Linked DNA regions of Ovis canadensis: region 1 is linked to region 2. The links are chromatin contacts, called in public Hi-C maps. All regions are on one chromosome and are shown on one strand. The core of a region is the stretch at or near the end of the contact, and the rest is flanking DNA. Distances in the headings are between cores, read along the strand shown. Region 1 holds the start of PITRM1 (pitrilysin metallopeptidase 1). Region 2 holds the start of KLF6 (KLF transcription factor 6).

Region 1 (3,811 bases), core at 465-2,964, 490 kb before region 2:
AAGATCATGGTATCCCAATGAACTCAGACTACAATAAAGTTTCATCCCACACCTGCCCAATTAGTGAGAATTAACAATCTAGCGTTGTCAGGGGCTCACATGGCCACTGAGTGTGCACTCTGAAGGGAGACTTCAGAACAGCCCTGTCCTTATTAGATGAGCAGTTCATTCCCCTCAACGTATGTGCCCGTGAGCGGCACTCACTCCCTGGTGCACAAACACACAACAACATGCACACCATTCCCAAGGGCCCCAAACTCAGCAGCCCAAATGTCCAGTAACAGAGAACAGATAAAGGAACTATTCAATTGACAAACTTAGCCCTAAGAATGAATGGACAACAACTACATGTATCAGCGATGTGGGCACATGATGCTGAAGCAAAGAAAAAAAGGTGCCATCTAACCAGGTAACACCGTAATGTACGACTACACAGGGATGGTAAAAACACAGGGGAAAAGTAAGTTACTTCTGTAAACCAGAAGAGCAATTTCATTTAGGAGAGAGGGAGAGTTATCATGGGTAAAGGGTAAGCTTAACCTGGGTAACAGGGACACAATTTATAGTATTTTCTACATTAACATTAAATCTCACAAAAATATTCTTTATAGAAAGTATGGGCTGAAAACACTGACTCATTCAACATTATGCAATAGTATGGGTCTATTTTATAAACAACCAACAATTCCATTCTGGATTTAGCCAATTCTAGAATTATGGGATAGAAGATTTTAACCCAAATACCCAATAAAGACAGCCCAACGACAGACACCCCCGTTTCCTCCCCTGGGTCAACAGCAGCTAAACTCCACCATAAAATAATTCTCTGAATCAGCATGAAACTAAACAATTTATGTTTCTTTAGAGAGTAAAAAGTTACATTTTACAAAGTCAAAAGGAATGAAGCTGATTCAGTTTGAAACTAAATGCATTCTTTTCCCATAAATCCACTCATTAAACACGAAGTTGGAGGCTCAGACAGGGAAGAATTCACCTGCCAATGCCGAAGACCCGGGTTCGATCCCTGGGTCGGGAAGATCCCCTGGAGGAGGGCATGGCAACCCACCCCAGTGTTCTCGCCTGGAGAATCCCGCGGACAGAGGAACCCGGCGGGCTGCGGTTCAGGGGCCGCTAAGAGTCGGACACGCCCGAATGATCAGCCCTTCACCTCGGAGGCCCCATTCTCCAGGCCGCAGAGGCGCTTAAGCCCCCCACCCACAACCTCGGGGAAAAGAGCAAACGCCCAGCGAGAGCCCTGCCCGCCGCCCCCTAGTGTCGCTCTTGTCAGCTCACTTCAGGGGGCCTCCGCCTCGGAGGCCCGACCCCCGGTCCGCGCTGGGTCCTGGCCGGCTTCACCCCGCCTTCGCTGGAGGCAGCTCCCCAGCCTCGGTAACCGGACAGGGGCTCTCTCCCTCCCTCCGGGATGAAGGCCACCGCGGGGCCCGCTCTGCCGTCCTCGCACCGCGGCCTGCGAGGGCGCCCCGTCTAGGGGCCGGGCTCTCGCAGACAGAGCCCCGCACGAGGGGTCCCAGGTGGGGGAGCCACGCCGCCTCGTCCCCTCCCCGCATCACCGTCCCGTCGCTCCCTGCCCCCAGCCCCGCCCCCTCACCCGCCGCTCAGCCTCCGGAGCGCGTCCCGTGCCCTCCAGCCGCCGCGCCACATGCCGCCAGACTAGCTTGCTGCCGGCGTGACCCCGTGCAACCCGACGCACGCCGCGGGGCGGGACCAGCCAGCCGCCTCCCAATTGGCCAGCGCGGAACTACGGTCTCTCCGATAGGCTGGCGTGAAGGGGGTGGGGCCTGTGCCCGGGGGGGTGGGGCCTGGGCGGGGAGAGGAAGGGCTGCGCGCGAGAGGGGCGGGCTTACCCCAAGCCTGGTGATTTGCCTGGTTCTCAGGCCAGAGGTAACCCCGGTCTCTGGGACAGACGTTTGGGCGCCGGCACTCTGCCAGCTCAGGCGTCCATCAGCAGCTCTAGGGCAGTGGACCGAGTAGGGCTTCACCTGTCGGGTGCCTTAGCCCCGGGGCGTGGGGCCTCGTGGATGTGGTCTGAGGCTGGCATTGCCTGCTTTCCAGGGCCAGGATTCCATGATGTCACGCTATTTTAGGAACGGTCCCAACAAGAATGTCCCCAGCCAGAATGGATGCATGTATATCTATGGCTGAGTCCTTCTGCTGTCCACCTGAAACCTATCACAACATTGTTCAGTTCAGTTCAGTTCAGTCGCTCAGTCGTGTCCGACTCTTTGCGACCCCATGAATCGCAGCACGCCAGGCCTCCCTGTCCATCACCAACTCCCGGAGTTCACTCAAACTCCTGTCCATCGAGTCAGTGATGCCATCCAGCCATCTCATCCTCTGTCGTCCCCTTCTCCTCCTGCCCCCAATCCCTCCCAGCATCAAAGTCTTTTCCAATGAGTCAACTCTTTGCATGAGGTGGCCAAAGTACTGGAGTTTCAGCTTTAGCATCATTCCTTCCAAAGAAATCCCAGGGCTGATCTCTTTCAGAACGGACTGGTTGGATCTTCTTGCAGTCCAAAGGACTCGGTACCAATATATAATTGTTGTTTTTCAGTCGCTCAGTCGTGTTCAACTGTTTGCAACGCCATGGACTGCAGCATGCCAGGCTTCCCTGTCTTTCACCACCTTCCAGAGCTTGCTCAAATTCACGTCCATTGAGTTGGAGATGTCATCAAACCATCTTATCCTCTGTCATTCCCTTCTCTTCTCGCCCTCAATCTTTCTCAGCATCAGGGTTTTTTCCAGTGAGTTGGCTCTTTGCATCAGGAGGATGAACTATTGAAGCTTCAGCACCAGTCCTTCCAATGAATATTCAGGACTGATTTCCTTTAGGATTGACTGGTTGGATCTCCTTGCAGTCCATGGGACTCTCAAGAGTCTTCTCCAACACCACAGTTTAAAAGAATCAGTTATTCAGCACTCAACTTTCTTTATGATGCAGCTCTCGTATCCATACATAACTACTGGAAAGACCATAGCTTTAACTATATAGACCTTTTCAGCAAAGTATTGTCTCTGCTTTTTAACATGCTATCCAGGTGTGTCATGCTATCCAGTATAAAATATAAAGGCTTTTAAAAAAAACTACAAAAAAAAAAAAAGTCCCAGCAAACTTCAGGACAGCTCCCTACCTGCATTTGTGCCTGGAGAGACTAGACAGGTGGCCTTCTGGAACCTCAGGGACTGGCCCCAAGAGGGCGGAGCATGAGTGGGTGGGCCAGGTAGGTGGCTGCAGGCTGGTGGGAACACTGGGGGCTGGGGTTGGGGGCACTTGGAAGAAGGCAGGACCCAAGTCTGGCCTCAGTTTCTCAAAGCTTTGGCTTCCTCCCTTGTCTCAACTTCCTCTTTCCTCCCAACCCCATCCCCTGCCCACCCACTACTTAAAAGGGACTCAAATCCCATGGCCCCTTTTTCCAGGCTCTAAAGAAAGAATGCAAAGTAGACAGGTGCAGCTGGTCTGAACACATGACACTTTTCCAGCATCCTAAAAGATAGTCAGCAAAGTCTACAGAAACCTCTCTGTAGCACAGAGGATTCTGCAGTTAACCACAGCACCTCTTTGTTCAGAGGGGATACCTGTGGGTCCAGGACAAGCAAGGGTGATGGTGAGACACTGCAACATGAACACTTTCTGTGCAAATACCTTTCCTCTGATGAGAATCTGGCTGATGAATGTCACTGAGTCACCACAACTTCTCTGTGATCTTGGGGGACACAGCTGGGCATTGTTAACCTTGTAGTGATTGTGCAGGAAACTGAGGCACTGAAAGTTCTAGTATTTTGATCTCTGAAG
Region 2 (3,697 bases), core at 413-2,912:
AAGCCTCTGAAGGCAACCCAGAGCTCAGCCTGGCTTGTGGCCCAAATCCCAAATGCCCAAGGAAACTACTTAGATCGATTTCAATCACATCCTAGGAAGCTTCTTTAGTAGGAAAAGCTGGGAGGGGAGAGGGAAGGGAGGGCTGTGAACAATGAGGCAGGCATGTGAAGGTTGTTCCACTTTGTATTTCATCCCCCTTAAAAGCCTTCTAAGCTTTGAAACCCACAGAATATATGCGATCTGCTAATTCACTTTGTGACAAAAAGCAAACAGCCTAGTAGGGCAGAGACAACCCCCAAACCCTCCTATCTTTTAAAGACAATGGGACAAGTGTCAGAATCTCTCTCCTTTCAGGCAATCCTAATGCAGGAGAAGGGGGAAAAATTGAGTTTTTCAAATGTCCAATGCCCCAAATTCCAATTCCACTAAAAAATGCCGGAAACAGACTCCTCTTCCCAAACTGAGACTAGAAGCAATTCGGACAGGCTCATTGTCATATGACTGATAAGTCACTGGTTGTGCAAACATTGGTCCCCCCCCCTTTTTTTTTTCTGGTCAACAAAAGAAGCAGGTAAGAAAAACAAGGCAGATGGAGGCAAATCTTAAGGATTCCCAAGGTAAAGAAACTAAAAATGGCCTGGTAGAGAAAAGGAGCTTGTGGGTGTTTCGCTGGTGAAATTCTTAAGTAAAAAAAAGAAAGAAAGAAAAACCTGTACGTACAAACACCAAAAAAGCAAAACGAAAACAAAATCCCTAAAAAAAAAAAAAAGAAGAAGAAGAAGAAAAAATAGCCTTGGCAGTACATGCGGGTTCATATGACCAGGTCCAGCTGTGGAGAGCCTGGAGCTGGAACAAGCACCAAACTTCTGCCAAGGGCTGGGGCCGAGATCAGGCCGCGGAGCTGGGTCTACGCTCGGGAGACGGTTCAGCAGCCCCAGAAAACAGCAAGAACACGGGGAGCGCCCGGCGCCGCTGCGCCCCACTCAGATGACAACTCCGCTCCACGCTCTGAAAGGCCCCTTTAAAGTGCCTTCTGCGCCGGAGGCAAAAGTACGTTTTAACAATAATTATTTTAATTTTTTTTTAAAAAATTTACCCAAACCATTAAAAAAAGAAGAAAAAGAACTGCACCTCCAAGCTCACACCGTCCTGCGGGTGCATGCACGCACTCCATGCTCGGCGCACCGGGACACCTGGCTCACGAAAATCCTTATTTACCTGTTGCCAATATTCCTCCAGGGAGGGCAGCGCCGAGAAGTAACCAGTCTCGTGCACAATCTGGAGTTCCTGGAAGATGCTGCACATTGGGAGCACATCCATGTCGGGTTGGAAGAGACCGTCCCCGCTGCTGTAAAAACAGGGAGGCGTGCAGTCTGCAGTCGGGAGCGCGGCGGCCGTGCCTGCAGCGCCGGGGAAGTTCATGCAAACTCAAGTGGGCAGCGATTAGGCGCCACGGGTTCGGGTCCTGGCCGGAGCCCGGAGACGCGCTCGCGAGCCCGCACAATATTTGCAAACACCGGACTGACTGCAAACGTAACCCCTGCAAAACTTCCCTATTCAAAGCTCCGCTGCCAGCCTCCCCTCCTCCCCGCCCAGCTCCCCCCGCCGCCGCCTCCCCACGTGACTCGCCCGCGCCCGCCCCGCGCGCCGCCCAATCACGCCGCTCCCGGCCCGGGGGCTGCGCGGCGATGATGTCAGCTCCGGCCAATCGCGGGCGGCGGCTCACCGCGGCCCCGCCTGGCGTGACCGAGCCTCTCCATCACCGCCTTCGCCATTGGCAGAATTCGAACTTCGGCCGGTTCTGATTGGGAGGCGGTTTCGCAGGCTATTTTTAGCAGGGTATATAAGGCGCGGGCTGTCTCGCGCCGGAGGAGTCGGAGCTGGGAGGTGCGCGGCCGAGAGGCTGCGTGCGCCGCGGCCGGTCGGGCCGAGGGGACCCGGTGTCCCTGCCCTTCTCGTCCCGGTCTCGGTCCTGGCCCCGGTCTTCCCGTCCTCGTCCCCGAAGCCCTCGTCCCCGAAGCCCTCGTCCCCGAAGCCCTGGTCCCCGTCCGTCGGGCTGATCGCCCGGGCCCGGCCTTGGTTTCCCCGTCGTCGTGTCCCCGTCCTTGTCCCCTCAGCCCTGGTCCACGTTCGTCGGGTCTGTCGCCCGGGCCCTGGTCCCCTGACCCTCCGCCGAGCTGAGGGGAGCGCGGCTGGGTCTCCTCTGTCCCTCGCTCCGACCTCGGGCTGGCCGGCCGTTCTCTATCCCCCTCCGTCCTTCCACCCTCTCGGTGCCCCCTCCTGCCCAGCTGTAGATTCCCGTCCCCATCCCCGTCTGTCACCCTCTTTCCCCCCTCCTTTTCGCTCCATTATCCCTCTGTACCTGCCCCGTTTCCATCTGCACCCACCACCCGCGCTGTGTCCCCCTCCCTCCCCGTTCCATCCCCCTCTGTCCCCAGGTGGCACCTGTGACCCCGGAGTGGGGGGCTGACCAGCCCTACAGGTGTGCTAAGGGACAGGAGGGCCCTAGTCGCAGGGCTGTGTTGTATATGAATCTGAGTTTCCCCCTTCAGCCTCCCTCACAAGGACAGGGCACTTACCTGGGGGACCACGGCGGCGGTGCTACATCCTCACCCCCGCTGCCTGCCTAACCTGCAGGAGCAGAGTAGCCTGGAAGACCCAAGTTGGATCTCCTGGCTCTTGAGGGGGTTATGTGCACTCTTGATTCTCCCGAACACATTTTTATTTTTAAAAAGAGGGCATCTTGTTGGGGCAGGTGGGGTTATAAATAGAGGGAGCCTATAACCAATCTTAGTAGGGTCCCCCATCCACACCAGCTGTGTATATTTTAGAAACCCAGGGTCTGATCCCAAACCTACAGAGTCCTGGCCATTGTGTTTTAATCAAGCTCTCCAGGTGAATCTGTTGCCACTGAAGTGTGGGAAATGGGGGTTCTAGACACTGTCCCTGTACTTGTTGTCTACAGGGATATAGACATTGTCATTGTACTTGTCGCCTACCACAGAGCAGTCTCATTCCAAGACCCATTTGGAGACCCTCATGAAGATTAACAACTAGACTTGTCCCTAGTGAATGTGAAAACAATTCAAGTTATGTTGAGCTGACATTTAATGTGTGTCTTTTTTTTTTTTTTGCTATATAAATTATCTCCTGAAATATACCATAATGTTCATTTTCTAGCAAAATGCCAAGACCAAGAAGAATATGCCTTTTAAAATTTGAAATAGAAAACTGAATTATAGCTACTACCTCCATTTTTATTTCAAAACAGAGTTTAATGAGACATCTTTTAAATAAATTTTTTTTAATGAAGTATGTAAAAGACTTTTGAGAGGATTTTGTATGTTAGATTTTGGCAGACTTGAGTTTGCCTATGACCCTGTGAGATTGTAGGCAGGGACCTTTGTCAATCAAAAGTTAGGGAAGGATAGTATCTTATTGTATCTATTGTATTAAAGTCTATAAAGATGATTCATGGTGAGCTGATTACAATGATCACTGGCTTGTGTTCAGTGGTCTTTTATCCTGGAAACAGTGTCATGACTGGCCCTCCATAGAGGAGACATGGATTGGGACTGGCTTGCCTGGAACCAGCTTCAGATTGTGCCCACCCATTGTTGCCTAGCAGCTGGTGGTATTTGGGACGTGGGTCTGAGAGTGAGCTTGTATCAGGGAGTAGGTTTTCTCAGTAATTGGT

Evidence for each region. A called contact is a pair of places that touch in the nucleus more often than the background predicts.
Region 1: a Hi-C map of lung shows a contact between it and region 2, with 4 times the contacts expected there. The contact joins the promoter of PITRM1 here to the promoter of KLF6 in region 2. A contact is called at or near these places in 2 of 2 Hi-C or Micro-C datasets (fibroblasts and lung).

What each region holds. Positions count from the first base shown.
Region 1 is chr13:60,021,817-60,025,627 of ARS-UI_OviCan_v2, reverse strand. It overlaps PITRM1 (pitrilysin metallopeptidase 1), which reads right to left and starts at 1,714. Exons shown (of 27, transcript XM_069546557.1): 1 at 1,610-1,714. The coding sequence starts at 1,662.
Region 2 is chr13:59,528,596-59,532,292 of ARS-UI_OviCan_v2, reverse strand. KLF6 (KLF transcription factor 6) reads right to left here and starts at 1,662. Exons shown (of 4, transcript XM_069546556.1): 1 at 1,219-1,662. The coding sequence starts at 1,422.